7 separate regions of the Mus musculus genome follow, and regions 1, 3, 4, 5, 6 and 7 are each linked to region 2. A link is a contact called in public Hi-C, HiChIP or PLAC-seq, Micro-C and promoter capture Hi-C data. All regions are on one chromosome and are shown on one strand. The core of a region is the stretch at or near the end of the contact, and the rest is flanking DNA. Distances in the headings are between cores, read along the strand shown. Region 1 holds the start of Nlgn2 (neuroligin 2). Region 2 holds the start of Kdm6b (KDM1 lysine (K)-specific demethylase 6B). Region 3 holds the start of Acap1 (ArfGAP with coiled-coil, ankyrin repeat and PH domains 1). Region 4 holds the start of Ctc1 (CTS telomere maintenance complex component 1). Region 5 holds the start of Slc25a35 (solute carrier family 25, member 35). Region 6 holds the start of Tmem95 (transmembrane protein 95). Region 7 holds the start of Eif5a (eukaryotic translation initiation factor 5A).

What was found. Promoter capture Hi-C pulls out the DNA fragments that hold promoters and counts their contacts. A called contact is a pair of places that touch in the nucleus more often than the background predicts. HiChIP or PLAC-seq counts read pairs in DNA pulled down with a chosen protein or histone mark.
Region 1: a Micro-C map of embryonic stem cells shows a contact between it and region 2, with 3 times the contacts expected there. The contact joins the promoter of Nlgn2 here to the promoter of Kdm6b in region 2. A contact is called at or near these places in 6 of 39 promoter capture datasets (the C10 cell line, the HPC-7 cell line, embryonic stem cells and 2 more), 9 of 484 Hi-C or Micro-C datasets (B cells, cardiomyocytes, cortical neurons and 4 more) and 6 of 115 datasets of contacts at active chromatin or transcription factors (bone marrow-derived macrophages, embryonic stem cells, extraembryonic endoderm stem cells and 3 more).
Region 3: a Hi-C map of uterus shows a contact between it and region 2, with 2.7 times the contacts expected there. The contact joins the promoter of Acap1 here to the promoter of Kdm6b in region 2. A contact is called at or near these places in 7 of 39 promoter capture datasets (cranial neural crest, embryonic stem cells, frontonasal cranial neural crest and 3 more), 4 of 484 Hi-C or Micro-C datasets (the N1E-115 cell line, embryonic stem cells and uterus), 3 of 115 datasets of contacts at active chromatin or transcription factors (double positive thymocytes, memory CD8 T cells and pancreatic cancer cells) and 1 of 9 other capture datasets (liver).
Region 4: a contact with region 2 is called in an HNF4G HiChIP or PLAC-seq map of pancreatic cancer cells. The contact joins the promoter of Ctc1 here to the promoter of Kdm6b in region 2. A contact is called at or near these places in 1 of 484 Hi-C or Micro-C datasets (muscle stem cells), 3 of 115 datasets of contacts at active chromatin or transcription factors (memory CD8 T cells, pancreatic cancer cells and thymic regulatory T cells) and 2 of 9 other capture datasets (adipose tissue and liver).
Region 5: a contact with region 2 is called in a Micro-C map of embryonic stem cells, with 1.7 times the contacts expected there. The contact joins the promoter of Slc25a35 here to the promoter of Kdm6b in region 2. A contact is called at or near these places in 1 of 39 promoter capture datasets (pre-B cells), 3 of 484 Hi-C or Micro-C datasets (all in embryonic stem cells), 2 of 115 datasets of contacts at active chromatin or transcription factors (memory CD8 T cells and pancreatic cancer cells) and 1 of 9 other capture datasets (pancreatic islet).
Region 6: a promoter capture Hi-C map of neutrophils shows a contact between it and region 2, with 2.9 times the contacts expected there. The contact joins the promoter of Tmem95 here to the promoter of Kdm6b in region 2. A contact is called at or near these places in 3 of 39 promoter capture datasets (cranial neural crest, neutrophils and pre-B cells), 2 of 484 Hi-C or Micro-C datasets (the N1E-115 cell line and embryonic stem cells) and 2 of 115 datasets of contacts at active chromatin or transcription factors (memory CD8 T cells and pancreatic cancer cells).
Region 7: an HNF4G HiChIP or PLAC-seq map of pancreatic cancer cells shows a contact between it and region 2. The contact joins the promoter of Eif5a here to the promoter of Kdm6b in region 2. A contact is called at or near these places in 7 of 39 promoter capture datasets (cranial neural crest, embryonic stem cells, hippocampal neurons and 3 more), 16 of 484 Hi-C or Micro-C datasets (CD4 T cells, CD8 T cells, the G1E-ER4 cell line and 10 more) and 6 of 115 datasets of contacts at active chromatin or transcription factors (Th17 cells, embryonic stem cells, memory CD8 T cells and 3 more).

Annotation. Positions count from the first base shown.
Region 1 is chr11:69,836,003-69,839,693 of GRCm38.p6, forward strand. Nlgn2 (neuroligin 2) reads right to left here and starts at 1,782. Exons shown (of 8, transcript NM_001364137.1): 1 at 1,046-1,782. It overlaps Tmem256 (transmembrane protein 256), which reads left to right and starts at 2,523. Exons shown (of 4, transcript NM_026982.1): 1 at 2,523-2,647; 2 at 2,918-2,949; 3 at 3,186-3,266; 4 at 3,364-3,556. The coding sequence starts at 2,563. The coding sequence ends at 3,507.
Region 2 is chr11:69,413,744-69,417,986 of GRCm38.p6, forward strand. Kdm6b (KDM1 lysine (K)-specific demethylase 6B) reads right to left here and starts at 2,451. Exons shown (of 24, transcript NM_001017426.2): 1 at 2,274-2,451. Gm51903 (a long non-coding RNA gene) reads left to right here and starts at 1,770. Exons shown (of 2, transcript XR_003949708.1): 1 at 1,770-2,041.
Region 3 is chr11:69,893,745-69,897,830 of GRCm38.p6, forward strand. It overlaps Acap1 (ArfGAP with coiled-coil, ankyrin repeat and PH domains 1), which reads right to left and starts at 1,795. Exons shown (of 22, transcript NM_153788.3): 1 at 1,542-1,795; 2 at 856-913. The coding sequence starts at 1,594. It overlaps 2810408A11Rik (RIKEN cDNA 2810408A11 gene), which reads right to left. Exons shown (of 9, transcript NM_001382461.1): 8 at 3,867-4,010; 9 at 3,614-3,748. The coding sequence ends at 3,690.
Region 4 is chr11:69,014,060-69,018,222 of GRCm38.p6, forward strand. It overlaps Ctc1 (CTS telomere maintenance complex component 1), which reads left to right and starts at 1,852. Exons shown (of 23, transcript NM_001013256.2): 1 at 1,852-2,106. The coding sequence starts at 2,074.
Region 5 is chr11:68,965,710-68,969,669 of GRCm38.p6, forward strand. Slc25a35 (solute carrier family 25, member 35) reads left to right here and starts at 2,422. Exons shown (of 5, transcript NM_028048.2): 1 at 2,422-3,328. The coding sequence starts at 2,954.
Region 6 is chr11:69,875,799-69,879,991 of GRCm38.p6, forward strand. Tmem95 (transmembrane protein 95) reads right to left here and starts at 2,257. Exons shown (of 7, transcript NM_001195710.2): 1 at 2,049-2,257; 2 at 1,742-1,798; 3 at 1,501-1,581; 4 at 1,383-1,403; 5 at 1,163-1,243; 6 at 989-1,076; 7 at 256-916. The coding sequence starts at 2,220. The coding sequence ends at 886. Kctd11 (potassium channel tetramerisation domain containing 11) reads right to left here. Exons shown (of 1, transcript NM_153143.4): 1 at 2,466-4,193. The coding sequence ends at 3,714.
Region 7 is chr11:69,918,870-69,922,637 of GRCm38.p6, forward strand. It overlaps Eif5a (eukaryotic translation initiation factor 5A), which reads right to left and starts at 2,517. Exons shown (of 6, transcript NM_181582.4): 1 at 2,294-2,517; 2 at 282-467. The coding sequence starts at 446.

The DNA of each region.
Region 1 (3,691 bases), core at 532-3,031, 420 kb after region 2:
ACACCCAGGTCATTTCAGTAAGCCCCCCCTTGGCACCCCCCCCTTCAGGACTGTTTGCTGACGCTGGGCTTTTCAGAGCCAGGCGCCAGCCCGCGGGTGGCTCTCTGCAGGTGTCAATTTATTCCAGAGATGAGGACACAGGAGTCCTCACCACTCACACCCAGTCATGCCCTCCCCTTTTCAGGTCCTTTTAGGCTCCTGTTCTCCCATCAGCTGAAGGGGGGGTTGTAGTTGACCCCCCCCCAATCTCTTTTTCCTATGCCAGGCTGGGCCTTGCTATCTCTTCCCTCTTCTCCCATCATGTCCTGCCTCAGTCACCCCTTTCCCTTAAGGTACTTTGGGCCCCTTGCCTCCTCTCCTCTAACTAGCTTTTCTCTCTTCCCCTCCCACTAGAGCCCCCCCCCCCCCATCTTTCTCCTCCGAACAGGGTCCCTTGGAGCATCTTTCCTTGGCCTTAACTGGCTTGCTCCAGCTCTTGCCTTCAGTCTCTCACCCCTCAGTCTTTTCTCATTTCTGTCTCCTTGGTGTTTCTCATCGCTCTCTCCTCCAAATACCTTCTCTGATTTTCTCCCTCAAGTGCTCTCTCTCTCTCTCCTTTTTTCTATTACTCTCTCCCCCATTTTCTCTCTTCATCTCTGTCTGCCACATCTTGCTCCCCCCTCCTCCCGATCCCTCTGCCTTGCTCTTCCATTCCAGCCCAGGCCCGACTCCCCCAACCGGGGAGAGTTGAGGGACGGGGGCTCAGGCCGCAGCCCCCCCCCCTTCCTGCAGTGGGGAAAATGGCTTGGCCGGGAAGGGGAGAAGGAGGGGGAGGGGGAGATGGGAACACACGGGGTCTGTGGGCCCATTCAAAGGATCATTCATGGACTGGAGAGAGGCAGAGACAAAGAGACCAAGACGCAGAGACACGGCGAGAGCATCCTTAGGCGGAGACACGCAGACAGAGCAGGCTGAGGGAAACCAGGCGCAGGGAGGAATATGGGAAGAGGAAGACCCCAATGGACCGCCGCGCAGCCCCCTCCACCCAGCATGGCTTAGCTCCTACCTGGATCAGCCCTGGGGCCGTGGTGCCTCCATCCAGGGCTCCGAGCGGGGGGCGGACGGGTTTCAGAAGGGGGGCGGCGGCCTCTGAGCCCCCGCGGCCCCGCAGGCCCAGCCCCCGCCTGCAGCGCCTCACCCGGCGGGGGAGGGGGATCGCCCCAGCCCCGGGGGGCGGGGCCGGAATCCAGTCGATCCCCAGGAAAAGGAAAGCTAGGGTATAGGGTCAGAGAGAGCTCAAGAACAGGGAACCCCGCAGTGGGAAAGGCTGAGCCAGGAGGGAGCAATGGGACAGGACTAGATTGGAGATCCACTGGTTCTCTGGGATGGCTTCGAGGGACCAGGAGGCGGTTCAGGCGACAGATCCTAAGGGATCGGGTGCTGGAGGAGGAGTCCACGGCAATCCCTAGGGGCCCGGAGCCCCGGAGCGCAGAATCCGCGGTGCAGGGGCAGGGATCCAGCCGGAATCCTCGGGGAGGGGGAGGGATCTAGTCGATCCCGAGGGCGGGCGGGAGGGAGATCCGGGGAGTCAGAAGAGGGCGGGGGCCGAGTCCCGAGCCTCGAGGCAGAGGTCGGTGCGGCTCCTAGGAAGGAAGGCAAGGGCTAGGGGAGGCTTTGGGAAATGCTCAGTAGCCAGGAGGCCCGGACTCCTGGCTCTGCGCGCCAGGGCCCGCCCGCCCCGCGTCCATCCCAGCTCGAGAGTGATGATCCGCCGGCGGAGCAGCCGCAGCAGCCCCGCGCGTCACCGCGCGGCCGCCTCCCCCGCCCCCTGCCGAGAGAGCGGCGCACACCCCTCGCTTGCACCCGCCTGCCCACCCGCCCTCTGGAGTGTGGGGGGGGATTGAAGACAGTGAAAGGGGTGGGAGTGGACAGACGGACGGATGGACGTAGCGAACTAGAGCAGGGTGAAGACATCTCTCCCCCCGCCCCCCCGGATCTCCCACCCTCTGGGCTCTCCGGGTCTAGCAAGGGGGAGAACAGCTGAACTATAGAGGGCAGGGCATCACACGAAGAAGGCGGGGCCTCTAGGCACAGAGGCGGAGCCATCGTGGGATGGGAGGGGTTTGATGGCAATAGGTGGAGCTTAGAAATCCGTGGGGCCGCCCCTTTTGAGGAGTGGGTCTGGTTTGAAGCAGAACAGGAGGAGCCTGTAGAAAAAGGGGTGGAACTTTGTGGGGGACCGATATCTTTGCAAATTAGCTGGAGGTGTGGGGTTGGGGTGTCGAAGAGGCGATCAACTTGGAAAGTGGGCCAATCCGTGACGCAAATCCTCTAGTCCCACCCTCAACCCCGCCTCCCACTGCTCCGCTCCTCCGCTCCTAATTGGTTCTAGTTTCTCCGCCCGCCAGACATCTTCTCCATTCAACAGAAGTTTTACAAAGGCGTCTGTAAGGGAACCGGGGCTCTGAAATGAACATAGCCCTGATTGGGCATTTTTGGACCTTATTTGCATGGGCAATCGGGATTGGCTGGCTTGTTGGGTGGTCAGGGCGGTGTTGGTTCCGCGCGTGACCACCCACAGCTATGGCCGGGGTAGGGGCTGCTTTCCGCCGCCTAGGTGCCTTGTCCGGAGCTGGGGCCTTGGGTTTGGCCTCCTACGGGGCACACGGTCAGGGGACGTGGGATGCAGCTGGGCTGGGGGCAATCTTTGGGATCTGGTGCGGGGAGGGACCTATAGGAAGTGTCTTGTCTTTTATGGAATAGAGATCCCTTGGAACCCCGAACCTTCAAGTTTGTCTTTAGGTCCAAAAGCGTCTCAGTACTACATCTGTTTCCACCAGTCAGAAGCTTCCAGGGATGCAGTGTCTACTTAGGTGCCCCTGGGGTTTGAGAGGGTCTAAGCCAATACAGTTCTGATTGGTTTTGCATCTCTCTACAGGCGCTCAGTTTCCGGATGCCTACGGGAAGGAGGTGAAGTAACAGTTCTGGGACTCCTGGACTTGGCGCGATGTTTGGGTGTCCTTAAACTGGGAGGGGGTGGGGAGATGAATGGGAAGGCAGTCAAGTGTAGGTCTCTACTGCAAGGACTGCAGGCCTGTGGCTTGAAGACCTGGGGGAGCAGCAAACTGAGCCGTCAGAGGTGACAGTGTTAATGGACTTCGGTCCTATGTTGCTTAGAAAATCTCTCTCTTCTCTTTTTCTTACAGCTCTTTGACAAGGCCAACAAACACCACTTTTTGCACAGCCTGGCCCTGTTAGGGGTACCCTCTTGCAGAAAACCTGTCTGGGTAACCAATTCCCTTGCCTAATTTAAATCAAACCTCATTTACTCCCTCATGTTGCTTTGTTCTTAAAATTCTGTATTCTGTTCTCTGCCTCTTCCAGGCAGGATTACTGTTAGCTTCTGGAACTACCTTATTCTGCACCAGCTTCTACTACCAGGCTCTGAGTGGAGACACCAGCATCCAGACTCTGGGGCCTGTGGGAGGGAGCCTGCTAATCTTGGGCTGGCTTGCCTTGGCTTTTTGAAGTCTCTTGTTTAAGCGCCCAGTCCTGGCCTTTCTGGGTAATTGGGCGCAGAGGGAAGGAGCCAATGTTGAAGCAGAAAAGAAATTAAAAGAAAAAGGCATATAAAGAACTTTGGTGTCTTTATTCATCTAACATTGAGCAAGGGAGGGCAGAGAGTCTACCTTTGAATTTGCATTTCTAACTA
Region 2 (4,243 bases), core at 1,201-3,700:
CCTCATTGAGAAACCAGGCTCTAGAGGTCAGATGAGATGGGAGATTCGGTTTCCATGGCAACCTGGAAAAAAGCCATCTTCCAACCTTTCCTTTAGGAAGCAGCCTGGTTCAGGTAGTAAGGAAGCATAGGGTGGCACCTCAGTACCAACCCACGTCGCCCTTTTCTGACTAGACTGATATTCTGGCTCAGGCCCAGCTACAGGGGACATCTACTGTCAAGCAACCTTAGTTCCTGCCCCCAGGGCATGTGGACCCTAGGCCTTCAGTTCTGCTACCTCCAACCCTAACAAGACACCAGATAGTCAACACCACCTTTTGGACTCTGACCCTTCCAGTTCCCTTAGGCTGGTGTAGGCAGGTTCTGGCAAGCGGCACAGGTGGTCAGACAAGATGAACGGGCCCAACAGGGAGGAGCCTTCTTCCTCCGCAAGAGCTGTGACTGGGCCTGAGCTAGGAAGTAGCCTCTGCAGCAGGCTCCCTCCATGTCACCTCCAAAACCATATCCTGTTTCCCCATCACCTCCTTCCTCCATGTGGCCCAAGGAGGTGACAGGGGCCCACTCTCTTCCCTCCTAATCCTTAGATACAAAGAGCTAGGTATATTACTACAAGTCTAGGGCCAAGACTCAGGTGTTGATAGCAGGAGTTAGGCCTCAGTCAACCCTCACCTCAGACTCACTCCTTGGGGACCAGTGTTTTCTCCAGGACCCAGACACACGGGCTCTCTACCTGGCCTCTCCATTTCCTGGCCTTCCAGCCCCCATCTTTCCCCCTGCCCCAGAGACTTAGGCCTCTGGCCTCCATGATGCAATGCACTGCAAGCTTTTGTGCCTGCTGATGACACTGCCCCCAGGGAAGTGTTATTTCTGACCTAAGCAAGGCCCTTAAGGAACAGTGGTCAGCAGCGAGCTGAGAAAACTGGATTGGCTAGGACCTTCTGGAGAAAAGATGCTAGAGGCTGGACCCTTCTGGACAGGGAAGCAAATTCAGGACTAAGGTGCTTACCCAGCAGTTGATAGAATTTGTGGCTACGGGGTAGGCTAGCCTATAGAGGGGGGGAGGGTTGCAGGCCAGACCAAGGGGGTCAGAAGGGTATGTGATGGGTGTCTGGACACCAGAGTGGGGGAGGGCCAACAGCCATTTAAAGGGCCAACCTCAGAACTTTAATCCCTTACCAGCCTTGGCCCCAAGCAGGAGGCTGTAATTCATCTGCCCAACAGCTGGGGTGGGGGTGGGGGGGCATGTGCATGAGGAGGAGGGGCTGGGGCCTTCTTGTGCAAAGAACCAAACAACAAAAGGGGAAGCTGAAGGGGCCAGCTCTAAAGTACCCAGGTCACCCTACTGACCTGCGGATCTGCCAGTGGCCCCCACCTGGTTCTGGCCCACAGGTTCTGTAGTTCAGACTCACAGATTCTTGGTCATGGAGTCAAAGGGCTCACCCATGGGGTTCTGAAGAAAGCCTAGACTGAGCACCCTCAGGGCAGGCTGTCAACCCCTTCTTGCACTTTTCCAGCCACAGTAACTGGACTGGAGACCTGAGGCCCAGTCCCAGACAGCCTCAAATGCCCTGCTCACCAGCCAAGCCTCTGTAGACATAGCCTGCCAGCTCCCCCTCCTGCCAGCACAGGGTGGCAGTGGCCACACCAAGGCTGTCCCTTTAAATCATTTCCACCCCTGACGGTGTGGACAAACCAAGGGCCCTGCCCCCCAGGCAGGCAGCTTGCCACCACCCCACCCCCTAACCCCCAGATATGTAAGGGCCATTTAAAGGGACATCAGAGAGGCAGCCTGGTCTCTAACAAATCCCCACCCCCTCCTCACACACTCACTGTCCCTGTCTCCAGCAACACACAGCCCCCCTGCCTCTCCATCAGGCCCCAAATTCCGGTTTTCTCTCACCCCTAGAGACTGCTACGAGGAGAATGGGGCAAGGGAGACTGGGGGGAGCCATTAAAGAATAAGGACTCCCTCCTTCCTCAGAGCCCCATGAGACTGGTCGGAAGAAGCCAGCCTAAGAAACATTGAGACAGAACCCCAAAAGGTGCCTCGGGCAGAACAGGGGAGCACACACTGTGGGGTGGGGGGAAGGGAGTCAGGCTGCACGAGACGGAGGGTGGCGGAGCCAGCAGGCGACAAGCCCAACTCGCAGAAATGGAACAAGGAGGGCTGGGGGGGAAAGGCAAGGCCCGGGAAATCGGGGAGACGGAAAGGGGTCGTCCGGGAGGGTGTGGAAGAAAATCAGACAGGGGGAGGGAGAGCCAGGCCAGGGTTACCTGCTGGGTGTCTGTCCCCCGGCGGTGCCCCCAGAGTCCGGGTAGGGAGGGGGAAGCAGCAGGGGGGGGAGTGGGGGCTGGGGGGCGGGGGAGACGGTCCCTCCTCTGCCTCCTGGGCCTGCCCCGGCGCTTGCAGCCTCTGCCTCCCTCCCTCCTCCTCCCCGTCCCTGAGTCCCGGAGTCAAACAAAGAACTGTAGCAGGCTCTCCCCAACCCCCTCCCTCCCTCCTCCTCCTCCTCGTCCTCCTCCTCCTCCTCCACCTCCTCCTCCTCCCCTCCCTCCCCACCAGCAGGCTCCCTCCTCCTCCCTTCCGGTCTCTTCCTTTAACTACCCGCTCCCCCAGCCTCCCCCCACTAGTCTCTCTCCACCCACCCACCCACCCCAACCTTTTACACACCCCTTTAGCCTAGCCATGTCCCCGCTAGGGAAACTGTGGAGTCCCTTTGCAAAATGAAAGGCTCCAGAGAGCAACATGGGAGGGAACCAGAGTATCGCTTGAAAATCACAAGCTACAACGTAATTATTTTAACAGCCAAAGGAATATAGTCTTAGCTATTTTTTTTTAAGGAGGGGAAAAATAAACCTAAAGAAAGCAATACAAATCTGGCTAAAGCCCACATCAAATAAGGTACATAAAGTAGTCGATGCTAATCCCTGACACCCCCCCCCCACACACACACACACACACAACACACACTCCAGGTAGCAGAATTCTCCACTCTTTAACCAATCCCCTGTGAGGGCTACTTTAGAAACAGGTCCACCCACTATAATAACTAACAACATTTAATAATATGTATTTTCTGATACTCATTCGGTATTAATTTTATACCAACCACTGTGCTAAATGCTTTGCATAAATTATTTCACTGCCCCCTCCCATCAGCTAGAAGGTAGGTATTGATATTTAAATGTCCCAGATTGCAGATAGGAGGTTCTGCAAGGTTGTGACTTTTCCCGAGTCCCATTTAGTGGCAGAGCTGGGGTTAGAATCCAGGTTTGAGCCGACAATCCACATTCTTAGGCACAAGAAAGGAGACTCTGTAATACCATCACCAACTCCAAGATTTAACAGAGGGCAGCCATAACTATCACTGGACTTCTCTCTCAAAAGTGGGCAATACCAGAAGCTGATCCACCTACCTACACAGATAAAGACCTTGACTTTTCAGCCTAACTCTTTCTCCTCAGTTTGGTAAGAGGAGGTGACGGGAGTCGCAGGGATGGGCTGGTGTGTATACCCACATACAGCTCCTCTCTTAGGGGCAGCTGTCTTGCAACTACACCCACTTCAGCTCAAGCTGGGAAAGGGGCAACCTGACACTGGGCCATGCAGCAGGTGGGAAACTAAAAAGACTTCAGGAGACACTTCCAAGGGCGCGCGGGAGGGAGTACGGGGGGTGGTAGTGGTAGTGGGGACTGGAGAGGAAGTTTTTCCATGGCAATCTAGGAAAAAGAAGGGGGGGGAAGACCCAGAATTCTCTCAAGCCAGCAAAGGGGCAAAGTCTTTCAGGCCACACCACACCCGCGCCCCTCCCCCTTCACGAAACTCCAGGCCAGGGTTTCCCACCTGCAGGATGCTAATGCCAAGGGAAAGGAAAGGAGAAAGAGATGGCACGGGACTGGAACGGGACTCTGGGCAGAGGTGGGAGGGAATGGAAAGGGGAGGAGATCGCATTGCCTGGCAACCGTCCCGGGGCACGTGCACTGGTGACATCATCCCAGGCCACCTCGAACACAGACCTTTGACTCCTACCAGGGCGAAGAAGCTGCTAGCTGGCTAAATTTCCTGAGAAAATAGCTTTAGGAATTCTGGGAACCCAAAAAGGAGACGAAGGAGGGAACCCAGGCGTCCTGCTTTTATCTCTGTTAACCCCAGCAGAACCAATCCTAGGGAATCCGGTCATTCGCCTGCCTCCTCCTCTCAGCCTCCAGCCTTGACCTCCCAACCCACATTTCTGACTGTCCCG
Region 3 (4,086 bases), core at 545-3,044, 480 kb after region 2:
ATAAAACAGCCAAATATATATACTGAAATAATATCAATAATGTTTTAAGAAGTGTTTGCTCTGGGGATGTAGCTGGTGGGGGAACCCGGCCTGTCTAACATGCACAAAGATGAATTCCATCTCCAGGGGGGAAATAGAGGTCAGAGGATTGGGAATTCAAGACCAGGCTCAACTACAGGTAAATTCAAAGCTAGCCTGAACTACATGTGACCCTGTCTCAAAAAGTATATATTAATATGTTAATAATTTACATACACACACACACACACACACACACACACACACACACATATATGTATGTATTTCAGGCAGGGTTTCTCTTCTGTCCTAGAACTTACTATGTAAACAGACCAAGCTATCTTAGAACTCACAAGAGATTCATCTGCCTCTGCCTCCCAAGTGCTGGGATCTGGGTACGCAGCCCCATTCCCAGCTTTTTTTTTAGCCCTAGCTGGCCTAGAACTCACAGAGATCTGCCTGTTTCAGCTTCACCAGTGTTAGGATTAAAGGCATGAGCCAGTACATCCAGATTTTGGGGTGGGGGGGTCAAGACAGGGTTTCTCTGTGTAGCCCTGGCTATCCTGGAACTCACTTTGTAGACCAGGCTGGCCTCCAACTCAAAAATCTGCCTGCCTCTGCCTCCCAAGTGCTGGGATTAAAGGCGTGCGCCACCACGCCCAGCAACATCCAGATTTTAAATATAATTGTGTGTGTGTGTGTGTGCCAGGCACAGTTAACTTTCAATGACTCTAACGCATTCCCAGTCTCCCGCCATCTCCCTGACCTTTTATTTTAATTTTATTCTAATCTTTTATTTTAATCTGACTCTGCATCTTTTCTCCATGACGTGGTCACCTTTTCCAGGCGGGTCTCCAATTCTGACACTTCAGTTTCCACCAGTTCAATCGAGGCTCTGGGAAAGAATGGACAGCACTTAGGTCCACTGGGCCTCTGCTTAGCATCAGGGGCAGGGTTGGCGTCATGGGGTGATGGGTATGCACAGACCAAGCAGAGTCCAGACAGTTTCTGCTCTTGTGCTGCTGTGCACATTCTAAGCTTCAATAACCCAGACCAGAGCAGGAAGAGTAGGAGGGTGGATGTGGCCAGGGCAGGAAGTTGCTAACCGCCCCGGGGCAGGTGCTGGGGGAGGGGATGCCGTGAGAAGGAAGGAGGAATGCCAATTATAAAGACCAGAAGGGGCAGAAAGGCAGAGTAAAGTGAGCTTCGGAGAGCATGGAGGTTCTGTTATTAAAGGGTTTTTTTTTTTTTTTTTTTTTTTTTTTTTTACTCTGTAGCCCAGGTTAGCCTGGAACACTTAACAACCTTCCTGCCTCAGCCTCCCAAGTGCTGGGGTTCCATGCCTGATTTGAGAGCCTGGCTTGAGTGGTAGAGGCACTAGGTCCCACCAGTTCCCTCTGGTCCCTGTGGCCTAGGCTCTAAGGTTGGTCCTGCCTGGGGAATGCTGGGGGTGGGTGGGTGGGTGTTGGGACCTATTGGGCCTTCCTTCCCCTCCTTAGTCTCATGGACCTGCACACACTTACCGGAAGCGGGGTGAGTCCTTGAGACATTCTTCAAAATCTAGCTTGACCGTCATCTCAGATGACTTGCTTTGGGGGCCTGGGGGGCCCTGGAGGTCAGGTAGGTGGGGATGTAGGCAGATGCACTCCCCACCCCCCAAGAGGGGTATTAATGGAGAAGAATCCTCTGGTAGGAAGAGCCTGGGTCTGGAATTCTTTCCCCAAAGGGAACGGGGTAACCCAGGAGGAGCTCTAACCCCACCACTTCTAGGCAGCTCTGGGAGGGGTAGGGGTGGGGCCTGGGCGGAGGGGGGTGCTGAGATCACAGAAACCACAGTCCCTCCCCCAGAGACTGCCTGCTGTCACCTTCCATCTGGGACACTGGTCTTTCTCTGCTGCTTTCTCCATTGGTGAATAAATTTTTTGAGGGGGAAATGATGGTCTAGAGTCAAATCTGTCTCTGTCACTTAAGACTTTGTGTGATTAGTTGGGCATAGTGCTACATGCCTTTAATTACAGCAGAGACAGGCAGATCTCTGTGAGATCAAGGCCAGTGTGATCTACAGAGCAAGTCACAGGCCTGCCAGGGCTACACAGCGAGACCCTGTCTACACAAAAACCAGTGTGACACTGAACAAGTTCTCTGACCCTTCAGTTCCCTCATCTGGGAGACAAAAAAGCGAGGGGCAGCGCACGCCTTTCATCCAAGCACTCAGTGGGTGGATCTCTGAGTCTGAGGCCAGCTGGTCCAGAGTGAGCTCCAGGACAGCCAGGTCTACACAGAGAAATCCTGTGTCTTTGTCAGGGTTTCAATTCTTGCACAAAAGCAAATTGGGGAGGAAAGGGTTTGTTCAGCTTACACTTCCACACTGCTATTCATCACCAAAGGAAGTCAGGACTAAAACTCAAGCAGGTCAGGAAGCAGGAGCTGATGCAGAGGCCATGGAGGGATGTTACTTACTGGCTTGCTTCCCCTGGCTTGCTCAGCTTGGTTTCCTTCTTTCTTTCTTTTTAAAATTTATTTATTATATATAAGTACACTGTAGCTGCCTTCAGACACAACAGAAGAAGGTGTCAGATGCCATTACAGATGGCTGTGAGCCACCATGTGGTTGCTGGGAATTGAACTCAGGACCTCTGGAAGAACAGACAGTGCTCTTAACCACTGAGCCATCTCCCCAACCCCTCAGCTTGGTTTCTTATGGAACCCAGGACTACCAGCCCAGGATGACACTACCCACAATGGGCCATTACCCCCTTGATCACTAATTGAGAAAATACCTTACATGGATTCTCCAGATCTCATGGAGGCATTTCCTCAAGGGAGGCTCCTTTCTGTGTGATAACTCCAGCTTGTGTCAAGTTGACACACAAAACCAGCCAGTACACCCTGCCTCAAAGATGGTGTTAATAAATGTACAGTATGCTGATTCTATCAGACATGGACATTCTGCTGCAAGGTTGGGCCTTTTCAAGACCCTAGGTTTTGGGACCAGCAAAGTGGCCCACTGTGTAAAAGTGTTTTTCACACATCCAGTCTGACAACCCAAGTTTGACCCCAGAAACCCTAGCAGAACTTATTATGGAAAGTTCCTCTAACCTCGGACCTCCACAGGTGTACCATGTTAACCAAATAAACCAACAGTGAGTTTTTATTTGTTGTTGTTGTTGGCTTTTTCTTTCTTTTTTTTTTTTTTTTTTTTTTTTGTTTCTGAGACAGGGTTTCTCTGTGTAGCCCTGGCTGTCCTGGAACTCACTCTGTAGACCAGGCTGGCCTCGAACTCAGAAATCTGCCTGCCTCTGCCTCCCAAGTGCTGGGATTAAAGGCGTGTGCCACCACGTCGGGCAATAGTGAGTTTTTAAAGCCCTGGTTTTGTTTTGTGTTCTGAAGCAGGCTCTCACTTCGTAGAACAGACTGTGCTTGATTTTGTGACCTTGCTACTTTAGCCCCTAAGTGCTTGCTCCCAGGAGCACAGTTCCTTGGGTTGCTCTGTTCCTCCTCTTGCTTTGCCTTCCCGGGTTATTGTGTCTGGACATCCCTCCCGCTCTCCTGGGCTCCCAGAGCAGGCCCAGTCTGGACACGCAGCTCCCAGCACTCAGATTCCTGATGTTCTCTTTATTGTCCATTAGAGTGGAGACAGGGAAGGCAACCCTCACCCCACTCCTCGTTGACTACATTTTCCAAGGTCTACGTTCTTTTTTCTGAGTCCACTGGAGCCGCAAGCTTTCATCTAGAGAAAGAAAAGGTTAGGCTTTCTTGCAGCAGGGGTACGCTCTTGTCCATGTGACCCACAAATCTCTAGAACCTACCCACTTAACCCCTCTGCCTCCCTGGGCAGTGCAAGTTACCCCCTTGCCTTGGCCCAGGCTCACGTCTGCGCCCATTCCAGCTTGGAGGGTTCTGGTTACTTCCATGTTCCTTTTCTGAGCTCCCTGGACTTCGGCACCTTGGCCCCTTAGCCCAACAGTTGGGCGTCACCTGTGACCCATTGACTGTGAAGGACATAGTACTAACTAGAGAGGGGTGGGGTGGCAGAGGGGAGTCAAGGAGGAGGCATGGAGCCCTTGG
Region 4 (4,163 bases), core at 602-3,101, 400 kb before region 2:
TCCAATATGGTGCTATAGGATACACCACCTGTCTCAAAACAACAAACACAACAGAAACATAAAACAACAAAACAAAACAAAAACAAACAAACAAAACCTCTAAAAAGCCTGTTACTGAAGGCAATGCTAGTCATTGACTAGGTAGCTCCATTTTGCTTTTAAGTAGACACTGGGTGTTTATTTATCATTTTCTTTTTTCCTTCCTTATGAAGTTGAGTCTTTCCTCCCTTCAGTAAATTTGAATGTCAGGATCAACAGGCCTGCTTGAAGAATGTCTTAAAAGAAACTAATAAAACCCCTTAAACAGAGACTCTCTTGTGCTACAAAATCTTTAGTTGAGACACGGCTACTAGGGTGGGGCTTTTGCCCCAACTTCTCTTTCATCACCACAGTGCATATTTCATGACAGAAGGAGTTGTTTGCATCAAAAGTGAAGCTGAATGAAGGGATACAGTAATTTGCAGGTGTAATACTTTGTTGTTTTTCTTTTGTTTGTTTGTTTCCAAACAGGGTTTCTCTGTATAGCCCTGGATGTCCTGGGACTCACTCTGTAGACCAGGCTGGCCTGGAACTCAGAAATCCACCTGCCTCTGCCTCTGCCTCTGCTGGGGTTAAAGACATGCGCCACTACTGACTGGCTACTTTGTTGGTTGTTTTTTTTTTTTTTTTTTTTAATGTAACCCTGGCTGCTTTAAACTCAGGAAGATTCTCCTGCCTCCTGAATGCTGGGATTACTGCACTGCCACATGGTTCCTTTTCTATCTTGCTTTTTATGTGTTTGAGTGTTTTGCTTGCATGAATGTATGTGTACCACGTGTGCAGTTACTCAAAAGGTAGCGCCAGAGCCGGGCCACCTTTAATCCCAATACTCGGGAGGCAGAGGCAGGTGGATTTCTGAGTTCGAGGCCAGCCTGGTCTACAAAGTGAGTTCCAGGACAGCCAGGGCAATAGAGAGACCCTGTCTCGAAAGACAAAAAAACAAAACAAAACAAAACAAAACAACAACAACAACAACAAAGGTAGCGCCAGGTCTCCTGGAACTGGAATGCCAGACAATCTCCTCGCTTTGCTTTTTCTTCCTTTCTTCTTCCTTTCTTCCTTCCTTTCTTTCTTCCTTCCTTCCTTCCTTCCTTCCTTCCTTCCTTCCTTCCTTTCTTTCTTTCTTTCTTTCTTTCTTTCTTTCTTCTCCATATATTTTGCCTGTTTTCCCGTCAATCTCCTTGCCTCAGAACAAGAGGGTTTTTGTTTTGTTTTCTTCAATGAATATACCCCGATCCTATGTGCCTGCCACATAGATGAATTCTGTTTCCTCCGCCAGTACTGAGCTCTTGATTGCCTGACTGACTGAATTAGGAAAAGCAAAGGCTTTCATGAATTGAGTCACATATGGCCACCAAATTCTTTAGCAAAAATTAGTTCTAGACATTAGAGTAAAAAACAAATTTAAAAAGACTTGCTAAATGCAGCAGTGGCTTAAGTCCACTGCACATATCACATATGCTAATGGTGTCCCGTGGCTCCCTTTTTTGTCCTCACTTCGTAGTTCTGGCTGGCCTGAAATTCACTATGAAGAGCAGGTTAGGCTGAAACTCAAAACTCGCAGAGATCCCCCTGCCTCTGCACCCGGATTGCTGGGATTAAAGGCACATGCGATATCCCATCTAGTCTGTGGCTACTTTTAAATTGCACATCTCTGCTTGACAAGATCAGGGAGACTGAAAATTTTAGGTGTTATGAGCCAAGTGACTGTGCGCTCGAGCGGTCTCCCGCCCGCCCCACCCCACGTGAAACACTAGGATCCGGACGCGCCGTCACTATAGAAGGAAAACAGGCCAGATCTGGTGACGCACATCTGTAATTCCCGCCTTTAGGAGTCAGAAGCGGAAGGGTCGCTGCAAATTTAAGGCCAGTAGGCTCCTTACGGCAAGTTCACCGCAAAAGGTCCCTGACGCCCCAGTACCCTGGTGGATGCAGAGGGAAGAGGCAGTGCTGCTCCCTGACGTCACAGGTTCCCTCCCGTGAGCACTTGCGCCCGGAGTTCGCGCGTTCTTCAGGGTAGGGGTTTGGCTCATCATGGCTGCTTGCCGAGCACAACCACCTACCTCCGTGAGTGCTGTTTGTGTGATTCTCGTGGGTTTTTTGTTTTGTTTTCCCTTCTTGTCCTGAATTTCTTTTCTTCCTATACTCCTTCCATCCATTGCCCATGGTCTTGGCCTGGGGAGCGGAGGCTTTTCCGGCCCTTTGTTCCAGGGTCGACCTAGCCTGGAATACGTCTCCGCCCACTGTCGAAGGTTTACGCTCTGTGGGAGATTAGCCTTGCTGGTTGTTGTGGTTACAGGGGCCCTCTGATTTAGCTGGTTTGGGAAAGGAGAAACGCCCCAGTCCTTGGATGGGTACCCCGGTTAGCTAAGCGGGAAAGCATCAGAAAACGGTACTAGGCAGCAGAAGCCATTTTGCTAAGCAAGAGTTAAAGCAAATATCGTTTGAAAAGCTAAATGCCATTGGGTGGAGGTGGAGGGGTCAGAAGGAATAGTGAACTGTCTTGACTTGCTAAGCAACAACTTCTTGGTAGTTGTTAGTGGTCTTTTTATGACAGCGTCACGTTAACATCACCTGGTGCTTGCTATGTAATTCACTGGGCTAGCCTCTACATGTCTCGCACTTGGTGGCCCTTTTTGGACAAAGGAGTGGTTGTTTGAGATTTGGGTCTTACTTTACTGAAGTGTACTGTGGACGGTTGAGCTGAAAGACCATGGTTGAAAACAGAGTCTATGGTATCTTCTTCCACTACAGCAGTGTTAGTGTTGGGGTACCAGAGGTAAAGAGAAGGCCAAGCATGGTGGTTTACACCTTTAATCCCAGCACTGAGAGGCAGACAGATCTCTTGTGAGTTCGAGGCCAGTCTACATAGTGAGTTCCATGACAGCCAGCGCTATGATGAGAAACCCTGTCTTGAAGAACAAACAAACCCAAAGGAGTAAGACATTAGAATTTAAAGGGGTGGATATTGTAAATGACAGGGAGCCAGTTAAGGAGTAGCCAAGGATTCAAGCTAGCTGGCTGATCAGTGAACATGGCTTTAGTGCTGGAGTGGTTTTAAAGAGGACATTTGTGCTGCAGTGCTGGGCAGAGTGATGAGACCAGCTCTCAGGAGAGAGAACTCTCAGCTAAAGGAGAGATCCTTGAGCAACAGTCCTCTTTTAAAGGTCGTTCGTTCAAGGTAGACGATGCAGTCGGGTGTGGTGGTCCAAGCCTTTAATCCCAGCAGTTGGGAGGCACAGGCAGGCAGGCCTGGTGTATATAGCAAGTTACAGGGTAGCAAGACTCCATGGTGAAACCCTGTTTTAAAAACAACAACCACCACAGCAAACGTAGGCAATTCAAGTATTTGAGGGTATAGTGTTAGGCTTACATTATACAAAATGAATCTTGGGGTTATCCAAAATACAGACCTGTTTCATTTGATTCGGTAAATGTCCTTAGTTTCCCTTTTCCCCTCGAACAACCAACGGCAAAAGCCAAAGTCTTCCCTATGTAACTGAGTCTTCCCTCAAAATATACTGTGTAAGTAGGGCATGGTGGCGCACGCCTTTAATCCCAGCACTCGGGAGGCAGAGGCAGCGGATTTCTGAGTTCAAGGCCAGCCTGGTCTACACAGTGAGTTCCAGGACAGCCAGGGCTACACAGAGAAACCACCCTGTTTCAAAAAAAAAAAAAAAGTGACATCTGCCTCCCCCCAAATTTGATTTCACTTTGAGGTGGTGTCACTACTTTGAGAAAGGTTGTCAAGTAATGGGCAGGGCATGAGAGGACTAACAACCAAAACCAAGCAAACCTGAATGAAAACAATGTACTTCTAGCCTTTGATTATGTCAATGAAGTATTATCTGGGTAGTGGATTGGTCCACTGTCCAAAACTCTGAGAGTGAATGCAAAGAGAGAGTGTTTGTCCTAGGTTTAAGTCAGTAGGACTGTTTACACAAGAATGCCAAAATAATTTAGGACATTGAAAGTGGTTTTTCAAGGTGTTAAGGATGTGCTGAATATGGGATATTGACCAGAGATGGAGCTATGATGATTAGAACTAGCTGAAAAGACAGAACAGGGATCAGATCTAGTGGGAGTATATCTTGTCTATATTTAGTTTATAGGGACTCGAGTGC
Region 5 (3,960 bases), core at 1,172-3,671, 450 kb before region 2:
TGAGCAATAAAATAAAATATGATGGACTGTAACTCAAAATATAAAACAAATATCCATGAGTCCATAGGGATATCAGTAATATAAATTAATGTGTAAATTATGTATTAGTGGGAACAAACATCCACTACAAAAGACTTCCATGTATGTGTTCTGTTTTCACGGAGGGGATAAATAGCTGTCCCCCATTTTTTGTTTTATTTTTATTTTACTCTATTTATTTATTTATTTATTTAGGTTTTTTGAGACGGGTATTTTGTTTTTTAAAAAAGATTTTTAAAATATTTATTCCTGTCTATGTATGTATACATGTGCATGCAGTATCTGTAGAGGCCAGAAGGGGGCACCAAATATCACTAGTAATTTGTCAGTTGCTTTGTGGTTGCTGAAAATGAAATTAGATTCTCTGAAGGGGTGGGAGTGTGTGTGGGGGGGTAGAATAACTCATGCCTTTAATATCAGCACTCAGGATGCAGAAGCAGGTGAATCTCTGAGTTCGAGGCCAGCCTAGTCTTCAGGGTGAGTTCCAGTACAGCCAGGGCTACACAGAGGAACCCTGTCTCAAAACAAAGCAACAAAACTGGGTCCTGTGAAAGATCAGCCACTTGCTCTTATTTGCTGCCTTTAATCCCAGCACTTGGGAGACAGAGGCAGGCAGATTTCTGTGAGTTTGAGGTGAGCCTGGTCTACAGAGTGAGTTCCAAGACAGCCAGGGCTACACAGAGAAACTCTGCCTTGAGAAAGAATAAAAATTACTTAAAAAAAAACCAAAACAAACAAATAAACAAACAAAAAAAACCTTAAAATCTGTCAATCTCTTGGGCATCTGGTATTAAAGACAGAAAGTGTCACCCAGTAATGCTGAATGTTAAGCACCCAGGGGGACTTAGTGAAAGAATGTGGGGGTCCACCTGCAGAGTTCTTCTGGTTCAGGGAGTTTCCAGTGAGACTGGATGTATTTCTAAGTTCTCAGGCACTACTGCTGCTATAGCCACCATACTTTTGAGAACCCTAGGCTTTAAGCTCAGGGTGTGAAGCCAAGTGTGGTGTCACCCAGTAGGGCAGCAGGCTGGAAATCTTCAGCACTCCACATGCTGAGGCAGGAGGATTTTGAGTTTGAGGCTCCTAAAGGCTACACACAGCAAAGTTGTCTGGCAAACAACCTAAGACTCAGATCTGCCTCTCTCCCACCCCCAAGCTTCTAGAGTTTCCAGTATCGTGAAGTAGGGAAATTAACCACTAGCTAAGAACAATAGGAATGTTTTTGAGGTATTCCTAAAAATAGGTATGTTTGAGGAACAAAGTAGAATGAGGCTGAATAGGGACAACTTGAAAAGCCATCAGAAGATGCTCAACCTGACCTGAACGTCACCAAAGAAAGCTGCGGGGACCTCGGGGAAGTGGGAAGAGTTCTGTCAACTCCAGACTTCCCAGTAAATTACTGAGCGTGTAACACAAGGGCAACCTCTCCTTTGGAGTATGTCCCACAGATATTATCTCATTTTACAAGGGGTTCCTGAGAAGATAAGAAACTTGCCCACGGTCATCTATATAGTAGGAAGGAAAATATAAACCGGAATTCAGCGCTAAGCAGGGTAGTTGACTCAGGTGAGCCCTCTGCTTCTTCCTGCCGCCCAAATGACGCCACCTAAACTCCTACCTTCTTTCTCCAAGCTTTCTCTTTAAGCTCTTTTCCAGCCTCCCCCCCCCCCGGGCTCTTTCATAATTATTCATACGAATGAAGCAAGGACAAGAAACAAGTCTGTTTCTGTAACCTAAGCCTCGCTGAGGAGGAGATGGAAATCCTTGTCTTGACCTGCCCGGCCTCCTCTAGGTCATTGTGACGATCAAGAGCTTAATAAGATCAAGGTTTTGTTTTTTTTTTTTTTTTTCCCCTGGCTGGCCTTCAGGCCTCCCTCCCTGGGCGCCCGCAGCTGGCCACACCCTGGTACTAGACCCTACAGTTTACTCGGCCTTAGGGGATGGGTGCTGTCCAGCAGGTGTGTACCATCGCCCCGGCGGGCGGGACTGCAGTTTCCGGACTATCCTGGCATCCGAACAGCGCTGGGCGTGTCTGCGGTCAGGCAAACCCCAAACAGAGATGACCTGGGATTGAGGACGATCGCAGAGAGCCCGCCACCCACAGGAGTCGCTGCCCAACCCTCCGCGCTCAGCCTCTGCATCCCGGCCCACCCCAGTTCCTGGACAGTGATTAACAAAAACAAAAACCAAAAACATCTCCCCGCCTCCGGCACCCTCCCAATGCCAGGCCTGGGAGCCGGGGCGAGGAGAGTTAACCCAACCCGTTTTAGTTGAGGCCGAGGGCCCGGCCGATGGCAGCGCCTCCCATTGGCTGCTGAGCCGGCTCTTCGCTGATTGGCTGAGGCGCTCGGCTGCAGCTCTTGGAGAGTCCCCATTGGCGCTGCGTTCCAAGGACCCGAGAGTGGCCGCCCGGCCTCTGCAGACTACCTCGGGTAAAGGTGCTCTAGCTCCCGCAGCTACTTTGCCACGCTTATTCTTAGCCGGAATCCTAACTTCTTTCACAACCCTCCTCTCGCTGTTGTCGAGCCACCTTCGGCTTTTCCCTCTGATTCTTTTTCTGTTGTTGCTTTTCTTTTTCCTGCTTCTCCAGCTACCATTTCGTAACTCCGTTTTCCTAAGATACGCTCTGGTACCCCCATCCTAGGCATTCCCACCTGCCAGCTTCTAACTTCTGCTCCTCCCTGATCTCAGTTCCCTTGTCAACAGGGCCTTGTTGCCATACCCTACTACACTCCTCTTTCTTTCCTTTTGCTACCTTCTGATCCCCAAACTCCCTCTAACCTCACTTGACTTCTTGACATTTGACCCAGACAATTTAGCTCTCTTAAATTTCTACCTGTTGCAGCCTGGGCTTCAAAGAGCCAGGTGTTGTTCATATCCATCCCTGCTTTCTGAAGCTGTTTCTACCTTTACCATGGACTTCTTAATGAGTGGTGTAGCAGCCTGTGGAGCCTGTGTGTTCACCAATCCCTTGGAGGTTGTGAAGACCAGAATGCAATTGCAGGGAGAACTGCAGGCCCCAGGCACCTACCAGCGCCACTACCGAAACGTCTTCCACGCCTTCTTCACCATTGGCAAGGTGGATGGCCTAGCTGCCCTGCAGAAGGGCCTGGGCCCTGCGCTCTTGTACCAGTTCTTGATGAATGGCATCCGACTGGGCACCTACGGGCTGGCAGAGTCTCGGGGTTACCTGCACACTAATGAAGGCACCCACAGTCCTGTCCGCAGCGCCGCAGCTGGGGCCCTTGCTGGGGTCATGGGAGCATATCTGGGAAGCCCAATCTACATGGTAAGAAGAGGGGTCTGTCTGGTCTGGGGCTTTCAGAAAAGACTTTTGGCAGAGGGTGGGAGCCTGCCCTTTACAAAGGCATTGGTGACAGGGTGCTGTGCCCCATAAGCAGAAAATGGCACAGGAAAATGCTGGCAAGCTTCAAGGCCTTCTGATCTGCCTTATACACAGACACCCAACAGACTCTGCAATGTGTTGATGAAGATTACAGACTTAGCGTAAGGAGAACTCCTTTGAGTTGGGGTGTCATTTGTTTGTTGAGGCAGGGTCTCCCTATATTGTAGTATCAACACTTGCTCTTGTAGCCCAGCCTGGCTTCTAACTACAGTCCACCCTGAGTCTTCTCAGTGCTTCAGTTAACAGGTATGCATCCTAGCGGTATGCATTCAACTGAACTTTGAATCACACTTCCTAGCACTCATTGTTGCCATGTTGATAAGACAGGAATAATTATAGACTCTTGTGAAGTTGCTGAGAGGACTGAAGGAGACACATGAGATGTACATATGAAGGGTTCATATAGATCCCGGCAGATGGTGGGCATCTGACAATATTCCTCTCTTCTCTTCTCTTCTCTTCTCTTCTCTTCTCTTCTCTTCTCTTCTCTTCTCTTCTCTTCTCCTCTCCTCTCC
Region 6 (4,193 bases), core at 1,007-3,506, 460 kb after region 2:
AGTAGATGGAGGCTGGGATCCCATATGAAAAGCTCCCAGTGCTCCCACGAGAACTTATGTCTTCATTTTCCATCTCCTGTCATCCAAACCCCAAGCCCCCAATACAGAGAAGACCGGTACCACCAGAATTCCTCCACCATAAATTGTTGACATTAGGACAGGATTTTCCTGTGTGTCCCAGGATGTCTAGCAAGCTGCCTTGGTCTCCACCCACTAGCGCCAGCCACACATTCCTCCAATTAAAACAAAACTGACTCCAGACATTGCTAAATATCTATTGGGGGGGGGGCACCTCTAACAAGAATTCCTAAGAATTCCCATCCCATCTGCCTGCCCAAGTTGCAGATGGAGTCAGACAGGAATGGAAAGCATCACACAGCAGATTTACACAGGCCCAGAAGGAGGGGGAGGTCCAGGCTGCACAATATTAATACAATGGAGGGACTGTATGCCAGCGGGTTGACTGATGTGGTCTCACCCCAGAGGGAGAGAGTTTTCCAGAACCCTCATTCCCGGATTCCGGATCAGTCATTGGAGGGCCTAGAGCAACATCTACAGGCCAACAGTCCCCCGCTTTCCGGGAATGGACAGAGGGGATGTGGGAGTGGTGGTGGTAAGCGATTCTTTCCTTCTGTAGATAATTTCCTGGCATCATCTGCTGCTCTGTTTGATTGGTGGAACACAGAAAGGGAGGGACTTTCCAGCTGTGGGTGCTTGGGTTCCTGGAGGCCATCTGACACGAATATTGATAGCAGAAGTCTGAGGTTTAGGGTCTGAAAGACTGAGGCTTTGGGGCTGGGTCTAAAAAGTGTTCCCACCCTAAGGGATGTGGAAATTGTGGGCACAGATTTCTTAGAGCTGGGGCTGGAAAAGCTGTCCTCCTCTTCACAAGTCTTTTGCTTGCAGGTTCAGGTACCTGAAAGGAGACAGAGGATGGGAGGCCTGAAGAGAATCAGGGAAGGGGGTTGGGAAGATCCCCACAACTCACTCCACTTGGAGGCTCACAACACCCGAAAGCAGGACAATTCCGAAGATACATAGGAGCAGAATCCTAGCGTCCCACAGATCGTGACTGTCTGCAAGGAACCCAGGAGACCGTGGATGATCCTGTGGATCACACCAGGGAACCTAGGGGGCCTTAGGAGGGTGAGGATTAAAGAACCTGGGTAGCAGTGCTTTTGGGGCCAACAAGACTCCTCCTTGCCCTCGCAGGTGGAGCAGTTGTACAGGATGGTGCTGCCCCCTGCAGGAGACAATAGGAGCAGCGCTGGCAAGCGAAGCCACCGCCTCCAACCCCTTCCTCCCAGCCGCCCAAGCTCCTCAGGCCGTCGCCCTACTCTCTTCGCTCCCCAGGGGGCTCCACGGCCTTTTCTTTTACTCACGGCAGACAGGAGCACAAAGAGCTGCAATGAAAAGCAAGGAGCAGTGGCTGACTTGTTCAGTCATGCCCCACGGGGCTACAAATCCTAGGCGTCTCCTTGGTACCCTCCCCATCAATACCTTCCCTGGTGTACTGGGGGATCCTGGTCTTCTGAAGCCATTGCCAGTATAATGGAATCAAGGAGGTGGATCCTTTTTTCTCTGGAGAGGCACAGCACAGCTATATTGCCCTAGACCTCATCGGAGCTGCCTTCCAGGCCCCCTCCCAGATCGGTCCCTCTCTTCACCTCCCCTCCCCCCATATCCCGTCTCGTCTTGGGTCTTCCTAAGTCTCAAAGTGTCCGTTTTCTCCAGACCTCACCTATGACTCTCAGGACTCGGTGAGTTTTCTCTGTGACTTGCTTCATTGAGACCTCATCTGTGGAGATGGACAAGAAGGAGCTAGAGTAGGCTCTAGAGTTTTGGGGGGTTTTGTGTTGTCTTTTGTTTTTTTGTTTTCCTATTTCCTAGGGCACAGAGTTCTTCCAAAGAGAGAGAGAGGCTAGTGTGTCCAGAAAGGGCTATGGACTGAAGCAATGGCTGAGATGCACAGCTAGGAGCTCGGGCGCCAGCCCCCTTAGGATCCAGTGGTGACTATTGCTGAGCTAACCTTGCATATCTGATATTACCTAAGGCAAAGGCCGAGAAATCTGGGGAAGCCCATTCCTTCCATTTCCACTTCGGCTTCGTCTGGTTATTGAGCTGAGCCAGGCGGTTTGCCAAGGCATGATCTTGGAGACGACAGAAGATACAAGCCTTGGCCACGGCCAAGAAAGCCCCACCCAGAGCCAGCACCCACATGAAGCCTGCTGGGGTATGGAAGGAGTTGGACCCCCTCAGACCAGGGAAGAGTCAGAATTCTCTGAGATCCAGATTCTGACCCTTCATGTCGGAGGTTCTAGACTGATCCAGAACAATGCCATTGTCTTACCCCTCGGCTCCGGTAGAGCCACCCCTGGGCCCCCAAGAACTGGAGGCTAAAACGTATCTCTAGGACGGATAAATCAGGGTTTCTGTTGCAAGGGGATAGTGGCCTTTACACGTCATGGTTCTGAAAGCAATTTATTTTTCTTCTTGTAAGTCACAGTGATAGATGAATGACTCCACCCAATGATGACCATGTTTATGTGTGTATCCCATCCGCCCAGGAACCCAGAAATGCTATCCTTCCCACACCCTCCCCGACTCTCCCAACTCTAGCTCCTGGCTGCCCAGGACAGCCTTAGGCCTTCCTTACCCAGCTATTTCCTAGCAACAGGCTCATGGTTGTCTCAGCAACCAAGAGCTCCCAGAGGTCTCAGAGGCCCAGCTAAGCCCAGAGGCTTTTACCTCTCATAGGAAGGGCCTAGTGTGACTCAAACTCAAACAAGGCCCTCCTGCCTACGTGGCAGCGCAGGCATAAACACACATGCAAACACACACACACACACACACACACATACACACACACCCTATGATTAAACTAAATCTGAATCTGCTTTTACACATACCACAGAAGTACCTGAGCCTGGAGAGTTTCTAAGCAACCCCAAACAGGCCTGGACAGGCCAAGATCACAGAAGGACCAATACACAAGCACAGGAGTCAGCAACACTGATGGGAACCAAGACAGCAGGGAGCCAGGCAGCATCAGATCTATTGACTGGCAGGCGCACACACATGAAAGAGGCCTCTGGACACCATGGTCCAGCCCCACTTCCATACAGGATCCTCTGGAATTCCAGAAGGGAGCTCTAGCCCCCGTGTTGATGGAGGTTCTCCTTGCTCCCTATGTCACCCTAGGATGGAGTGTCCCACAATAGGTGGCTTGGAACATAGTAAAGAAACCTCCCAGAGAGTCCTGGCCTCTTAATGGTTACTGTAGGATAAGATGTCAGCTCCAGTAAAGGAAACCACAGTCTAGGGAGCAGGTTACATTTGATAAGTCAAAGTCCTCCCACCTAGTGCTCAACCCGCCAGAGCTCTGCTAGGTTTAGCCTGGGCAAAGAGGTGCTATCTTACTTTGCCACACTTCTGAATACAGAGGACCCATCCTCAAGCAAAAACAGGCTAGAGAATCCACGATGCTTTCCCAGGATAAGCCCCCGCGTAGACCTTCTGGACCATTCGTGAGTCTTGTGGGGTGGAAGGGGGCAGCTCGATCTGGGAACCCCAGCTCTAGGCTCTGGCCAGGTATGGTGGAATCCCTGACTTTCATAGCTACCACACCAGTACTAGAAAGAGGTTTTAGAAGAGCCACAGGCCCCTTGGCTGACTCATCCCCCTCCTCTGCAGTCAAGTGGAGGGCAGCACCCTCAGTGGCGCACAAAGCGCAAGGATCTAGAGTTCAGAAGGTCTTCAGGGTCTGGGAAGACAGAGTCCAGGCGGAAGCCATGTTCCAGAGCCACCCGTAGCACCTCCTCCAGGAATGTAGGCGTGTTCGCTACCTCCCGACGATCTTCTGGCCCCCCAGTCCACAGTGGCTGCAGCCCCAGTCTTTGATACTCTACTTCAGGGAGTTCCTGGGGGCGGGAGGCCCACTCTAGCCGAAAATGTGGACCTCCTTCTGCCCTGTCCCCAATGGCCACACCAAATCTGTTGCGCATGGCAGCCAGACACTCAGGGTCAGTGCAGAAGAGGTTGGCTCGGAAGGTGTCCACCTGGACAGAGCTCAGCTCATAGTGGTGGGGGCCCCTTCGAGCGGAGAAGTGCACCTGGCGGGGGCTGACATCTACATCTGCATGGAGTAGGGCGGCTGTGGATGCAGGTGTACCCCGAGAGGCTTCCAATTCCCG
Region 7 (3,768 bases), core at 1,267-3,766, 510 kb after region 2:
ACTGGAGAAATCCTGGACAAGGAGCCCAAGGTCAAGAATAAGAAACTGAATATACAAACCAAAAGAAAACTAGCACAAAGAGGGAGGAAAAAAACATAGCATGACAGGTACCCTACAGAAGAAACTGGGAACAGTTTAGTTTTAAATTGGAGCAAAAAACTGGGTGCTGAACAAAAGGAAAACAGCAAAAGGGGTCAAGACTAGAGCCAACAGTTCACTGCCCAGAGTCCTAGGGGTGTGGGAGCTGCAGGGAAGGCAAGATGTTGAGAGGTGATTCTAACCTTGGCATGGCCATGCTTGCCAGTCTTCGAAGTAGACATCTCGACGATCTTACATGGCCGGCCTTTGAGCACCACAAAACCATTCTTACGTAATGCTGAGCACTGCATTGGGAAGGTGGCTGAGGCCCCTGCATCTCCTGTCTCGAAGTCCAAATCATCTGCCATTTTAAGAGGCTTCGATTCCAACTAAAGCCAAGAAGAGAACTAGGGTCAGTAACGATGGAGGTTAAATGAGATCGCTGATCTATCCCATTCCTCCCTAAAACACTGATCCACTTCCCCTTCATTCATTACCCACCTAAATAAAGTTGCATTTCCTGCTTTGAAACTGGAGTCAAACATATTGAAGAGCTTGAGTATTGGGGGTAAAACAGCTGGGGATCCCCTGGGCCCCCACAATGACATCTAAAGTTGTGGCTAGGGAAAGGAAGCCTCCTGGGAGTTGGGATGCCAAATCCCAGAGATGAGGAAAGGGCTACTTCCCGGGAGCGAGTAGGACTCAGGTGTTACTCGCCACTGAAACCAACCACCCCCTCTTCCCCACACTCTGCCAGGACTATAATTAGGTGAGCAGCAATGAGCCAGCTGAAGGGCGGGGCTAATGGAGGGGTGGAGACGGAGGACAAGGCCCCACCCAGTTGTTACACCACCCCCCCACCCTGTCCACACACAAGCCAGTCATTGGTACAGGAAACCACAAGGCCTCTTTGGGGGATTCCCGCCTCCAACGTGCACTTGCAGATGCAGTCAAGGGAGAGAAAGTAGTTTCCTAAAGGATCCCACTGCCAAACATTTCGATCTCAGTTCCCGAAGGGAACTCAGCCTTTTGTCGATGGCCCTCCCACTTTTCCCAGGATGCACCAGTCCTGTCGGCTTTTCAGGCCCAGCCTGTACAGTCAGTAGAAAGTGAGGGGTGGTGAATGACAATAAAATGAAAGCAAAAGATTCGTAGTAGTAATAGAAATCGTACTAGGCTGGCAGAGTAAAGGACTTTAAAACACAGTAACTCCCAAACAAAACACGACAGGGAAGGCACTGGCATGGTGAAGATCGAAGATCACCGCAGGGGAACTAGAAGCTCACTACTTTCAGGCGCTGTCGGCATGGGCCGAGAAAGAGTTGGGCATCAGTCCAATCGCCCTCAGTTTCCCCACTTTTCCCGGTTTCCCCAGCAAAGCAGTACCACTTACATCTGGCTGGACGTCTCACTTCATATGAAGACTGAGGGATGAGCTCCAGAGGCCCATGAGGCTGGGGAACACTAACATATGCCTGCAACGGGCCCTGCGGGATGAGTGAGACCCAAGGGTAGGGTCTCTCCCGCACGCCAAAATCCAAGGCTCCGGAGAAACCCAAAAAAGACCAGAGCTCCTTGCGCTGAGGGTTGCCGGCTCGCGCCCACCATGTGGTCGCCCGGGGCTTCCGGTGGCCCGGGCCAGGGGGGAGGGGTCCCCGTGCAGCCATGCGGCCCCGGTCAACGTTCGGCCGCATGGCCTCGGACCCCGAGGGCAGCCTCCAATGGGGAACACTTCCGGTGCTACGGCTGCCCCTGCCCCAAAGCTGCGCCAGGCCAGGACCATGCCGCCTCCCCTCCCCCCGCCGGCCGCCAACCCCCTCCACATGCCCTCACCTAACAGCCCCCTCCCCCACCTCACGTGGCCGCGCAGCGCCGGTCCTCAACCGCACAGGAGCCTTTGCCCTGTCTGGGCCGATCTGGCCCCGGGCCCTCGCCCCGGCGTGGCCGCCTGGCGGCCTCTCCCGCGTGGCGGCCTCGCGGCTCGCCGTCCCCCGCCCTGCGTCGCTCCAACGTCACCCGGCCGGCCCCAACCGTCACCCCTCGCGCCAACCGGGCCCTGCACCCGCCTCTCCGCACCTCGCGCCGCTCCCTCACCGAACCCGTGCGGCGACAGCCGCCGCTCCCTTCTGCCCCCCTCCCCGACCCCCGCGTAGTTCCGTCTCTCGTTCGTAGCTCAAACCGAGGTTACGCGCAGGCGCGCCCTGCCCGCTCTCACCTCGCGCGAACGCACTGACTTGACCTGGTCCGCTCGCCGCGAGCCCAACTGCTGCCTCCGAACCCGCTACTGTGCTGCCGCCGCCGCCGCCGCCGCCTCTAGCGCCGCCGCCGCTGCTGCACACGGGTCTTAGTACGCAGGCGCCGACTCCCCACTGACCAACCAAGCAGCCCTATGACAGCCGCGCAAGCGTGCTAGGTAGCTCCACCACCTTCCACCCCCGCACTGCGCAAGCGCATGGACCCTCCCCGATCTCCACCCTCTCTCCCACCTACCCATCGGATGACGCACACACGTGACCCCGCCCCTTTCCAGTCCGTAGTGCTTCCAACCAGTCGGCAATGCGCAGGCGCACCGGGTTTTTTTTTTTTTTTTTTAAATCCCTTCAACCTCTTCTTCCCTCCCCTTGAGCGACAGCTCGCTCTACCGGGCAACCCTTGCGGCTGCGCAATACAGAACCCTGCACTCCACACCCTCCGAAGGAAACGCCTGGGTCTCAACGCATGCGTGTTAGGAATCCTAAACGCCCCTTCCACCTCAGACGTCGTCCCTACGCGGGGTGTTGAAAAGACCACGCCACTGTGCTGCTTGCGGCGTCAAGAACGCATGCGTCTGAGCAGGCGCCACACCTCGGCTTTAACTGGAATTGAACAACTCACAAACACGTTTCTGAGAACCTTTCTAGTTAGGTGTGTGGCTCTTCTCCGAATCGCTGTCCCAGCTCTGCACGTGCTCAAGAGACTGCTTTCCGTGGGAGACTCTGCTCTCACGCTAGTGTGGTCGGATTACAACCATCCCGGCTTCGGTACTTTACACAACTTGTGCGCTATAGTTTCAGTATCCAGAGCTATCCGATACAAGCCACCATCTTGTCTAAACCCTGGTTAGTGTTGATTCCTAAGGTTCGCATAGAAGCTTTTCCTTTCTAAATCCTAAATAAAGAGAACTACATAGCGTTTCCGATTGTTTTCCCAGGTCGGCTTGAGGTTTCTAAAAGGAAATGTCTAATGTTTCTTCCAAAATCAAACTCCCTATGAGAAGAGTGGCTCTGGACCAGGCGACACAGACTTTATTGCCAGATCGCTAGGAGGCTGAGACTTGTTATAAAGCCAGCACATAAAGTTGGTCTTGAAATTTATGATGCCTGTAATCTCTGAGTTTGAGAAACTGGAGCAGGAGAATAGAAAAAAACAAAACAGTGCAATATTAAATTACTTTGACGTTATCTAAAGATGAGCGATCAGGATTCCTACTCCTTAGATAATGCAGGCGTGGTGGAGCACTCCCTTAATCCTGTAAGAGCCAGGTGGGTTCAAGGCCAGTCTGGTCTGTACAGTGTGAATTCTTGACTCAAAAGCAAAACAAAAAAATCTGGTCTAGGAATCTAAACCTTTTTGGTGGTAGTGGTGGTTTTGTTGTTGTTTTTCAAGACAGGGTTTCTCTGTGTAGCTCTGGCTGTCCTGGAACTCACTCAG